Linked DNA regions of Sus scrofa: region 1 is linked to region 2. The links are chromatin contacts, called in public HiChIP or PLAC-seq maps. All regions are on one chromosome and are shown on one strand. Each heading gives the region's core, a stretch centred on a gene start, on an enhancer-like site or on the middle of the called end of the contact. The rest is flanking DNA. Distances are from core to core; before and after follow the strand shown. Region 1 holds the start of VHL (von Hippel-Lindau disease tumor suppressor). Region 2 holds the start of TTLL3 (tubulin monoglycylase TTLL3).

What was found. HiChIP or PLAC-seq counts read pairs in DNA pulled down with a chosen protein or histone mark.
Region 1: an H3K27ac HiChIP or PLAC-seq map of alveolar macrophages shows a contact between it and region 2. The contact joins the promoter of VHL here to the promoter of TTLL3 in region 2. A contact is called at or near these places in 1 of 47 Hi-C or Micro-C datasets (embryonic fibroblasts) and 1 of 2 datasets of contacts at active chromatin or transcription factors (alveolar macrophages).

The regions. Positions count from the first base shown.
Region 1 is chr13:66,333,011-66,337,901 of Sscrofa11.1, forward strand. VHL (von Hippel-Lindau disease tumor suppressor) reads left to right here and starts at 1,525. Exons shown (of 3, transcript XM_003483214.4): 1 at 1,525-1,878; 2 at 4,725-4,847. The coding sequence starts at 1,581.
Region 2 is chr13:66,092,161-66,097,149 of Sscrofa11.1, forward strand. It overlaps TTLL3 (tubulin monoglycylase TTLL3), which reads left to right and starts at 1,909. Exons shown (of 11, transcript XM_021069309.1): 1 at 1,909-4,062; 2 at 4,233-4,324. The coding sequence starts at 3,558. ARPC4 (actin related protein 2/3 complex subunit 4) reads left to right here. Exons shown (of 7, transcript NM_001206535.1): 7 at 127-1,820. The coding sequence ends at 132.

The DNA.
Region 1 (4,891 bases), core at 275-2,774, 240 kb after region 2:
ACTTAGTTCATACTTATAGGACATAGGTACTTCTTAAAAATGCCAATTTCAAATATGAATAATTAAAGTCTCAGAGAATTAAGGAGTTTTGCCCAAGATTGAAGTAAGAGTTTTAAGTAAGGGACACCCCCCACACACACCCCTGCCTTTTCACCTATGCTGGCCTCATACCATCCTTCTTGTAATTCTGTAGCAACTTCATGCCCTATGTCCAAGCTAGCAGCCCTGCTAATAGTGAGTGATCCAAGCATTGCTTATCAGTTTTGCTTCTGCAACCTTGCTTGCTCAGTTTCTTAGGCAGGAACACTGTCTGCTAGGGGAAAGGGGAGGTCCCTGGCTGCTTACATGGAAAGAACAAGACGCTGTATTGTATAAAAGCTGCTGAGACCAAAGACCTGGTGCTCAGACTCTGGAGCCTGAGCTCCTCTGAGCCTGCACAGGGGCTGAATAAACCCTTCTTTTGTCTGCATCTCCAAGTGCCCTTTGTCTCCTTCCGCTGCCAGGGTTTCTGCAATAAGATCACATACTTGAAGCTAAACCTGGAATGAGAACCCAGGTGGGTACGAATTACAGAGTGCAGAGACTGAACTATGAAAATGATTCCCTTTTCAGTTTCCTTTAATCTTTCTAATTATGTCCAGAAAAAAATTGACTTAACAACTAAACACTCAGTATCTAACATCTAACGCCTGGCTGTTTAAGAAGAGTGCAGGCTCAGCGCCTTTACGTTTGTTTAATAGATAAAACCCGGTAACTTGTTTTGAGATTAGTTCCACTGTACCCTTCTATAGTAAATGAATTTCCATTGACTGTAGTGATATTAAATTCCTTTTTGAAGTTCCCACTGTGACCTAACAGGATTGGCAGCATCTCTGAAGCGCCAGGACACAGGTTTGTGGGTTAAAGGATCCAGCGTCGCTGCACCCGCAGTATAGGTCGCAATTGCAGCTCAGATCTGATCTCTGGCCCAGGAACTGCATGCCCAGGTGGCGAAAAAAAAAAAAAAAAAAAATTCCTAAACATGTTTAATTGCTTGCGTATGTGTAGAACAACTTGGAAGGGAAGAACAAAAAAACTGATGATATTTGTTGCCTCCAGGGACCTCTAGGCGGCTGGGGGAAGTGGGATGATAGCTAAATTTTCACTTTATTCTACTTTTCTGTGCAAAATTCGAATTTTGTGACCCAAAATGGAGACAAAAGAGAAAAATGATCAATGAGAAAATTATTAAACAGCGCAGATGTTGGGCAGGATATAACAAAAACCACGAAGGTCTTAAGAGAATGAATGGAGCTAAAGAACGCTGTGCCAAAAACGTATGGGTCGCACATGAATCCAACTTATACGGGAAACCGGGCATCCGGATAGCCAGTGATAGCCTCGGCCTCAGCAAGGTCTCGGCCCCTGCTTAGAGGATGCACCTGCGCATGCGCGCAGCCTCAAACCAGCCATCTTAGGGGGTGTAGCCCACCCTCTCCATCGAGCGCGCGCGAAAACAGCGCGCAGGCCCGGGGACGCGCACGCACGCCCCGCCCCCGCCCCGCCCGGCGAGGCCCGGGTAGTCCAGGCTGTCCGACGTAATGCCCCGGAAGGCTGGGAAGGCGGGGAACGCGGAAGAGGCCCGGGCCGGCGCGGAGGAGGCGGGCGCCGAGTCTGGCACGGAAGAGTCTGACTCCAAAGAGCTGGGCGCCAAGGAGATGGAGGCCGGGCGGTCCCGGCCTGTGCTGCGCTCGGTGAATTCGCGGGAGCCGTCCCAGGTCATCTTCTGCAACCGCAGCCCGCGCGTCGTGCTGCCCGTGTGGCTCAACTTCGACGGCGAGCCGCAGCCCTACCCGACGCTCCCCCCCGGCACGGGCCGCCGCATCCACAGTTACCGAGGTAGGTTGGCCGGGGTCGTCCTGTCGCGCCGGGCCGCGCCGCCGCTTTGTCCCCGTGGGCAGCGAGCGCCTGCCGTCGCCCGTGCTGAGCTGCGCCCAGTGCTCCAGGCCTGATAACAACGGCAACCAACGGTGGCACGTCTCACCGAGTCCCCTCCCGATCCGGGAAGGCAGATGCTATTGTCGTTAGTATTCCCATTTTACCCTTGAGTAACTGAGGCCCCAGAGAGGTTGACGCTGCCAGTACGTGACAGCCCATTGTTCTAAAACTGAATAATTTGCATTTGATGATGGCCACATGTGTATTCCATCCCTGACGCCCATTTGTTCTGTATGTGAAGGGGAGAATCTCATATCCTCTGATGTGCCCAGTGGGCCAGCTCCGCCTCAGATCCCTGCGTTCATGAAGTACATGGTCCAGTGCAGTAGACGAGACAAATGCATAAATAGATAAGAACTAGCCAGTGTCCTAAGTGTTGTGGTTGGAGCAGAGTTCGGCGGGGCACCAGCTCAGAGAAAGGGAGGGGTGTGCGCTTTCGGAGAAGAAAGAGAATTCTGCAGGGTTTGAATGGGATCTAACCAACCGGGTTAGGAGGTGAGAGTAATAGGCAGAGTGAACCTACCACCTGGGGTCTTGGGGAGAGGAGAGGGTATGGAATGGTGGGAGAGGAAGCCTGAAAGTTTACTTTATCCCTGAGAAATGGGGCCATTGAAAGTTTTAAGCAGGGAATGGCGTTGCCAGACATAACACTGAAAAGCTTACCAGGTGGCAAAGTGGTTTGGAGGGGAAAGACTACTGGTAAAGGTTAAGAAACTGTCCTAGTAACCCAGGTGGGGGATATCTAGGCTTTACTGCCCAAGGAGGCAGTCATCTTCCTTGGCTTTCAAGAAGAGAAGTTAATACTTGCTTAATTTTCACTACCTTCCTTGCAAGATTTTTTTTTTTTTTTTTTTTTTTGGTCTTTTTAGGGTCGCACCCGAGGCATATGGAGGTTCTCAGGCTGGGGGTCCAATTGGAGCTGTAGCCACCTGCCTGCACCACACCCACAGCAATTCGGGATCTGAGCTGCCTCTGCAACCTACACCACAGGTCCCGGCAACACTGGATTCTTAACCCACTGAGCGAGGCCAGGGATCGAACCTGCAACCTCGTGGTTCCCAGTCGGATTCATTAACCACTGCACCACAACCGGGAACTCCAGGTCTGATTTGTTTCTGCTGAGCCACTACGGGAACTCCCCTTGCAGGATCTCCATGGATCTTTTTTTCCTTGAGGGTGGTGTACTTAGTAATGCTCTTTAAACTTTTACATCAAAGTTCCCTTAATATCAAATGAGGAAGAGCACAGTTGTGCCAGGCATCAACATTTCTGTAGTCTCCTATTTTTTCTAGGAAATTTTGTGGATTTTGCATCCTTCTCCAAAATTTATTTGTTCCTGATTTAATATAAACATTTCAAAAAAATTACTTCCCGTGCAGACGTACTTAATGTTACTAAACTATACACTTAAGATGGTTAAAATAGTTTTATATTATGTGTATTTTAGTTCAATAAAAAAAATAACTTCCCACTTTACATTTCTTAAATTTTCCCACCAAATCTTCAAGCAAGTTTGTGCCCTAGAAACACATACTGTTTTTATTCTGAGACAAACTCCTCCCTCCTTAAACTGACTCTTAGTCCTGGGGATTTGTCTCCTTTCACTCTCCTTTTTTTTTTGTCTTGTTAGGGCTGCACCCAAGCAAATGGAGGTTCCCAGGCTAGGGGGTCAAATCAGGGCTATAGCTGCCAGCCTACACCACAGCCACAGCAATGCAGGATCTGAACCGTATCTGGGACCTAAACCACAGCTCATGGCAACACCAGATCCTTAACCCAGGGATCGAATCTGCATCCTCATGGATACTGGTTGGGTTTGTTAACCACTCAGCCATGATGGGAACAACTCCTTTTTTTTTTTTTTTTTTTGTTTAAGATGTATTTGTTTTGGGAGTTCCCATTGTGGCTCAGCGGTAATGAACCTGACTAGTATCCATGAAGATGTGGGTTCGATCCCTGGCCCTGTTCAGTGGGTTAAGGATCTGGTGTTGCCATGAGCTGTGGTGTAGGTCGCAGACACAGCTTTGATCCTGAGTTGCTGTGGCATAGGCTGGCAGTTGCAGCTCTGATTTGACCCCTAGCCTGGAACTTCCATATGCCGCTGCAGCCCTTAAAAAAAAAAAAAAGATATATTTGTTTTGTTTCTTAAATTCAGGTGTAATTTACATATAGTAAAATACACAGATCTTAGGGTTTGATGGGTTTTGACAACACCTAGATCAAGTTACAGAATAGAATCTTTCCACCATCCCAGAAAGTTCCCTCCTGCCCCTTTACACTCTTCTGATTTTTCACACCATTGACTAGTTTGATCTCTTCCTGCAGAATGTGTCCTATTCTGTCTGGCTTTTTTCTCTCAACCTCATGTTTTTGTACCTTCCTGTTCTTGAGAAGCACAGATCTGAGGAGTTGATGACCTTTTCTCTGCTTTTAGTTTGCGGCATTGGTGTGATTTGCAGTTCACAGGCTGTGCTTTTGCCCCATGGTAGCAGAAAGGGTGCGGGTTTTGGAGACTTAAGTATTTGATCTTCTGCTTACTGTCCTTTTGTCTTGAGGGAGTCACCTTGCTTTCTCAGACCTTTTTTCCTCATCTGTAACTGGGTCTGTTGTGAGGATTGAGTAAGATAACATTATTGGAAGGGCTAGGTATAGAATTTAAGCAGAACGAGAGGCAAATATTTCAGTGTTAATCTGGGGGAGATGAAGGAAATAGGTGCGTGGCTATATAACCTCGCTTGTCTTAACAGGTCACCTTTGGCTCTTCCGAGATGCTGGGACATCCGATGGGCTTCTAGTTAACCAAACTGAACTATTTGTGCCATCTCTCAATGTTGATGGACAGCCGATTTTTGCCAATATCACACTACCAGGTACTGATGTTCCATCTTACTTTTTATTTTTTAGTTGCACCCAT
Region 2 (4,989 bases), core at 659-3,158:
CTGGGACCCAACTCCCTCCCACCCTGCAGAGATCTGAGCACAATGGCAGCTCGCCCACCTACCCACAGCAGACCTGCCAGGATACAATAATAACCACCATTCACCTCCTCTTTATTCTCTTGACAGTTCTAAACCATCTGGCTGGATTTTGTGGCCTTCCCCCTCAAGCTCCCTGTGTCTGCGAAGGCGTCCTGGAGTTACTCCCCAGAGCGGCGGTGGCAGCAGCAGTGGAGGGGAGCTGGGTTGGGGTGGGCGTTAGATGCGGGAGGGGGGTGGTATGCTTGCTAGCTGGGCAACAAAGCAGTGGACCTGCCCCAAGGCCATGTGTGCCTGGTCAGGCTGGCTTCTGATGTTCTGTCCCCTGGGCTGGGACAGGTTTTTTTTTTTTTTTAAGTCTTGAAACTTAAACTCTGTGCTTGTAGGAGACTGTAACCTTTTGTCTTTTTTTTTTTTTTTTTTTTTAAACAAACAACCTCCACCTCCAGTGGCTGTGACTGGTCCCAGTGATTGTACCTTATTGGTCGCTGTGGGTCTGGGCGGGCCTGGAGCCAGAAGGCGACTACTGTTCCTCGCCAGAGCCACCCCAGGTGGGGAGGGAGGGAGGTTTCAGACTCCACTTCCTCTCCCTCATCCTCTTATTCTGTGGATCCAGTAGAAGCGGTGGGGGCCCTCTGCCAGCTTCCTGAGCTCTGCCTGAAGATGGCCATCCAGCACTGGTTGGGGCCAAGGGCTGCACTGGTGGCCACCAGCCATGCCTAGGAGCTAGGGCCTGGAAGCTAGGCAACCTCTGGCCACAGGGGCCACTTCTTGCCCTCCCAGCTGAGAGGGGCTGCTGTTTTGCCTTGTCTGTCAGTGCAGTGCCTGTGCTAGAGGTAGAGAGGTGAGTTCTCTGGGGCTTCCAGCTGGGCCCTCCGCCTGCTGTGGCTCCTCTGCTCCCTCGCTCACTGTACCTTTTCTTATTCTGGTGGATCCTCCCTCCCCTAATTAAAGTCTCTTCTTGCCCCTCTGGGGCTGCATGAGGTCTGTGCTCTGTGTGTATATGTGAAAGGAGAGCTGGTAGGACTCGCTCTTCTACAAAACCATGTGGCTGGCATTCGGGGTCCCCACCACAGCTGTCTGATTGGCCCTTGACATTAACCTTGCCAAGGGCCCTAACCCAAGAGACCTGTATTGCAGTCCAGGCTCCTCCTGTTGCTGAAACTACGCTCTCTGCTTGTGTAGAGCTTTGGTTCTTTTCACATAAGAGATGAGCTCATTTGGAGTTCCTGCGTGGCTCAGTGGTTAATGAATCTGACTAGGAACCATGAGGTTGCGGGTTCGATCCCTGGCCTCACTCAGTGGGTTAAGGATCCGTCATTGCCATGAGCTGTGGTGTAGGTTTCAGATGAGGCTCAGATCCCACGTTGCTGTGGCTCTGGCATAGGCTGGTGGCTCAGCTCCAATTAGACCCCTGGCCTGGGAACCTCCATATGGCACAGGTGCAGCCCTAGAAAAGACCCCCCCAAAAAGTTTGAAATTCAATTCCTCAGTCCCACTAGTGTTCCATAGCTACTGGTGGGTAATGCCTCCCCTGTGACCCAGTAGATAGAACATTTCCCTTATCGTAGCAAGTTCTAGTAGACAGCACTAAATCTTAGTGACATCTTCAAGTAAAAGAAAAAAACTCCAAAACCAAAACACTGTTTGAGTCCTGATTCTTGCTGCTGAATTTAAGCAGGTTATTTATATTGTCTCAGTTTTTTAATCTCTAAATGGAGATAATGTAAATTTAACATAGTACCTGCCATATAGGTACTGAATAAACAACTGATCTTTCCACCAGCCCAGTATTCAAGCTGTTTGGTAACTTCCATTGCGCTAGGCATTGGGGGGGGGGGTGACATTATCCCTGTCTTGGGAGGGGACAATACAAAGGCTGGGTGTGTAAATAGCTGCACTGAAGTGTTTCATAATCACTAATGTAAGCCTTTGGGTGCCAAGAAAGGGTGTATTTATGGAAAAGGAAGTTGGGGAGAGGTTCAGAGGGTTGGCTTTTGAGCTGAGCTTTCAAAAGTTTCTTGCTTTAGGCCAAAAGGTCTCTTGGAACAGGACAAGGTGATGTTAAAAGGAGGAGGGGCTGTGGGTGGGGGCAGCTTGAAAGCTATTATCCCCTTTATGACATTGCCTCAGGCACATGGCTATTTCCTAGTTTCCAGCGAATGTAAAGGAGCTCACAGTGAAGCTGGATGTCCACTAGAATTTGGCAGTGGCTCACTCCACCCTCACTGGACAGCACTGCCTGTGTGAGCCAGAACTCTGATTTGTCACAGGTCTATCTCCCAAGGTTTAGAGCCCATAAAACCAAATCTACCAGTTGATGAGTACTGACTGGATGGTTGCCAATCAGCTAACCCTCTCCTGAGGACATGCCTTTTGGAAAGCCCAGTCACCAGCCAAAGGTTTGGAAAGGGTGATCTCAGTGGTAGATGTTGGCTGGACAGCTGAGCAGATGGCCCATCTTTGCTGTATGAGCAGATGTACAGTGACCAAACAAAGCTGGATTCTTAGATGCTGCTAGAGTTGCCCTCTCAAACTGTCCATTTGGTATTTACATGACCAATAGACAACAGTTCTGAGTGACAATGTGGACTTGTGTTTAATACTGTTTAAGTGTGGAGCTTTGGAGTTGGACCTGGGGTCCAGTGCTGCCTCTGCCGTGTGATTTAAGGCAAATGATTTAACGTCTTAGTGCCATATTTATCTCACCTGTGAGATTTGAGGGTAACACTTTCCTAGTATCTCCAAAAAGATTTCTTACAGTTTTGTCTTGAGGGCTGTTGCATGACTTCTATTTTTTTCTGCAGGTGACTCAAATGATGATTTTTTTTTTTCTATTTCCAAGTTATTTGTGGGGGTAAGGGGGTGCATTATGCACTTGACTGCCCTGGCTTTTAAATCTACCCTATAAGGACCTTACCCTAACCCCATCTGCCAGGCCCTGAAGATTTGATCCCCTGTCACCAGGCTACTGGCTTCCTTTTGGTTCCCCAGAAAGGTTTTTACCTTCTTCAGTGCTGTTGCTGAGACTTTTCTCTCCTTGGAATGCTGTACCTCCCCTGGCCTACTCCTTGCTACCTTTGCATTCAGTAGGCCTCAGCTAAATGGCATCTCTTTAGAAAAGACAACCTTGAGCACCTTATCCAAAGTATGCCCCCTTCCTGGTTTCAGTTGATTGTTTGTTCATTGCTCTCACATACCTTACAGCTATTTTATTCCTTTGTTGCTTGCTTCTTGTTTGTTTTCCCTCCACTGGGCTGTAGGCTCCGGGACCATGTCTAGCTCGTTCTTCCGGCCCCCAGCATCTAACCCATCGCCTAGCACAAGGTCCTCTGTGAATACTGTGTAATGAGTGAAGCCCCAGGAAGCGCTCCGTAAAGAATCAGGGCACTGTTAGGCCGGTGCTTTGTGCTTACAACTTCAGCGCCCCGTTTATTAACGGTGTGGAGCAGGTGGGGCCTGGTGTTCAGACCTCTGGAAGGAGCCCCCAACCAGTCACCGGAAGCCCGATTGTGTCAGGAATGGTTTCCAAGACAACAAAAAACAGAGGGCGGGGCCTCAAAGAGGGCCCCTCTTGGGCCCTCCCGCGAGAGGCAGCAGAGCGCCTACGGGAGGCGGGCTCGGGTCCGGGGAAAGCGCGTGCGCACGGCAAGCGGCGCATGCAGGTCTCCGGCGCCACGCAGCTCCTGAGCACGGGGGAGCCGGGGGCCACGCACCTGGGCTTCACCGCCTGCTACGGCCGGGATAGGGGCCCGGTGGGCAGCTGGCCGCGCAGGCCGCAGCCACCCGAGTCCCGCACCAGTTCTCCCGCCTCATGGCCCTGGTCCCGCCACTCCGAACTCCGACTTCCCGAAGAGGCTGCCGCAGGCTGCCAAAGCTGGGAGGGCAGCCTAGCCCTGGCGCGCCTCCTAGGTTGCGCCCTCGAGTCCTCCCCAGACCGCAGCCACGCCCAGGGCGCCGCGGAACCCCGCCCCCGCGGCCCTTCTCCCACCAAGACCCAGGAGGACGCCACGCCGCCGCCGGACGGTGAGGGCCCCTTGCGGCCCGCCACTCCTGGCCCGAGGCAGGCGGCTAGGACCTGGAGATTTGGGGCCGATATTGGAGTCCGGAGAAGAGCGGTAGAGGATGGGCATCCAGATGATGGGTAGAGAGAGAGAAGGGGTGCTGCCCCACCCCGACTCCGCATCTTTCTGCAGGTTCTCTTGTCCTTTGGCGAGGATTCTCCAAGGCGTCTCAATACATGGGCCGGCTCAGAAATGCCAAGATCCACGTGGAGAGAGCTGTCAAGGTCGGAGAGGGTTGCGGGTCGGGGGTTCTAGAAAGGACCCTGAAAGCGTCTGAGCCTCCCTGCACTATTTGCTCCCATCCTTAGAAAACAAACAAGAAAACAAAAACCTTGATCCCACACCCATCTTCAGATACCTCCCTATTTTCTTTTCGCCTTCTTTCTTTCCTTTTTTTTCTTTCTTTCTTATGGTCTTTTTAGGGCCACAATCGTGGCATATGGAGCTTCCCAGGCTAGGAGTTAAATCGGAGCTGCAGCTGCCGGCCTATGCCACAGCCACAGCAACGCTGGATCCAAGCCGCGTCTGCGGCCTACAGCACAGCTCAGGTAACCCCGGATCTTTAACCCACTGATCAAGGCCAGGGATTGGAAGGCATGTCCTCATAGATGCTAGTCTGGTTTGTTTACCACTGAGCCACGATGGGAACTCCCCTCCCTGTTGTCAATACCCCATTCACAGTGGACTTCTTGGCAAAATTTTCTACTTCTTTATCTGAGATTCTCTCCTCAGCTCCCACTGCTCTGGTTCCCTGCCCTTTCCCACTCCCACCAGGAACCACTCCAGTCAAGGTTACAGGTGACCTTCAAAGAGCCAGATCCAGCAGTCAGTCCTTTTTCTATCCTGAGTTTTGTTAGGCACCTTGTGTCATTCTACACTGCTACCCCGC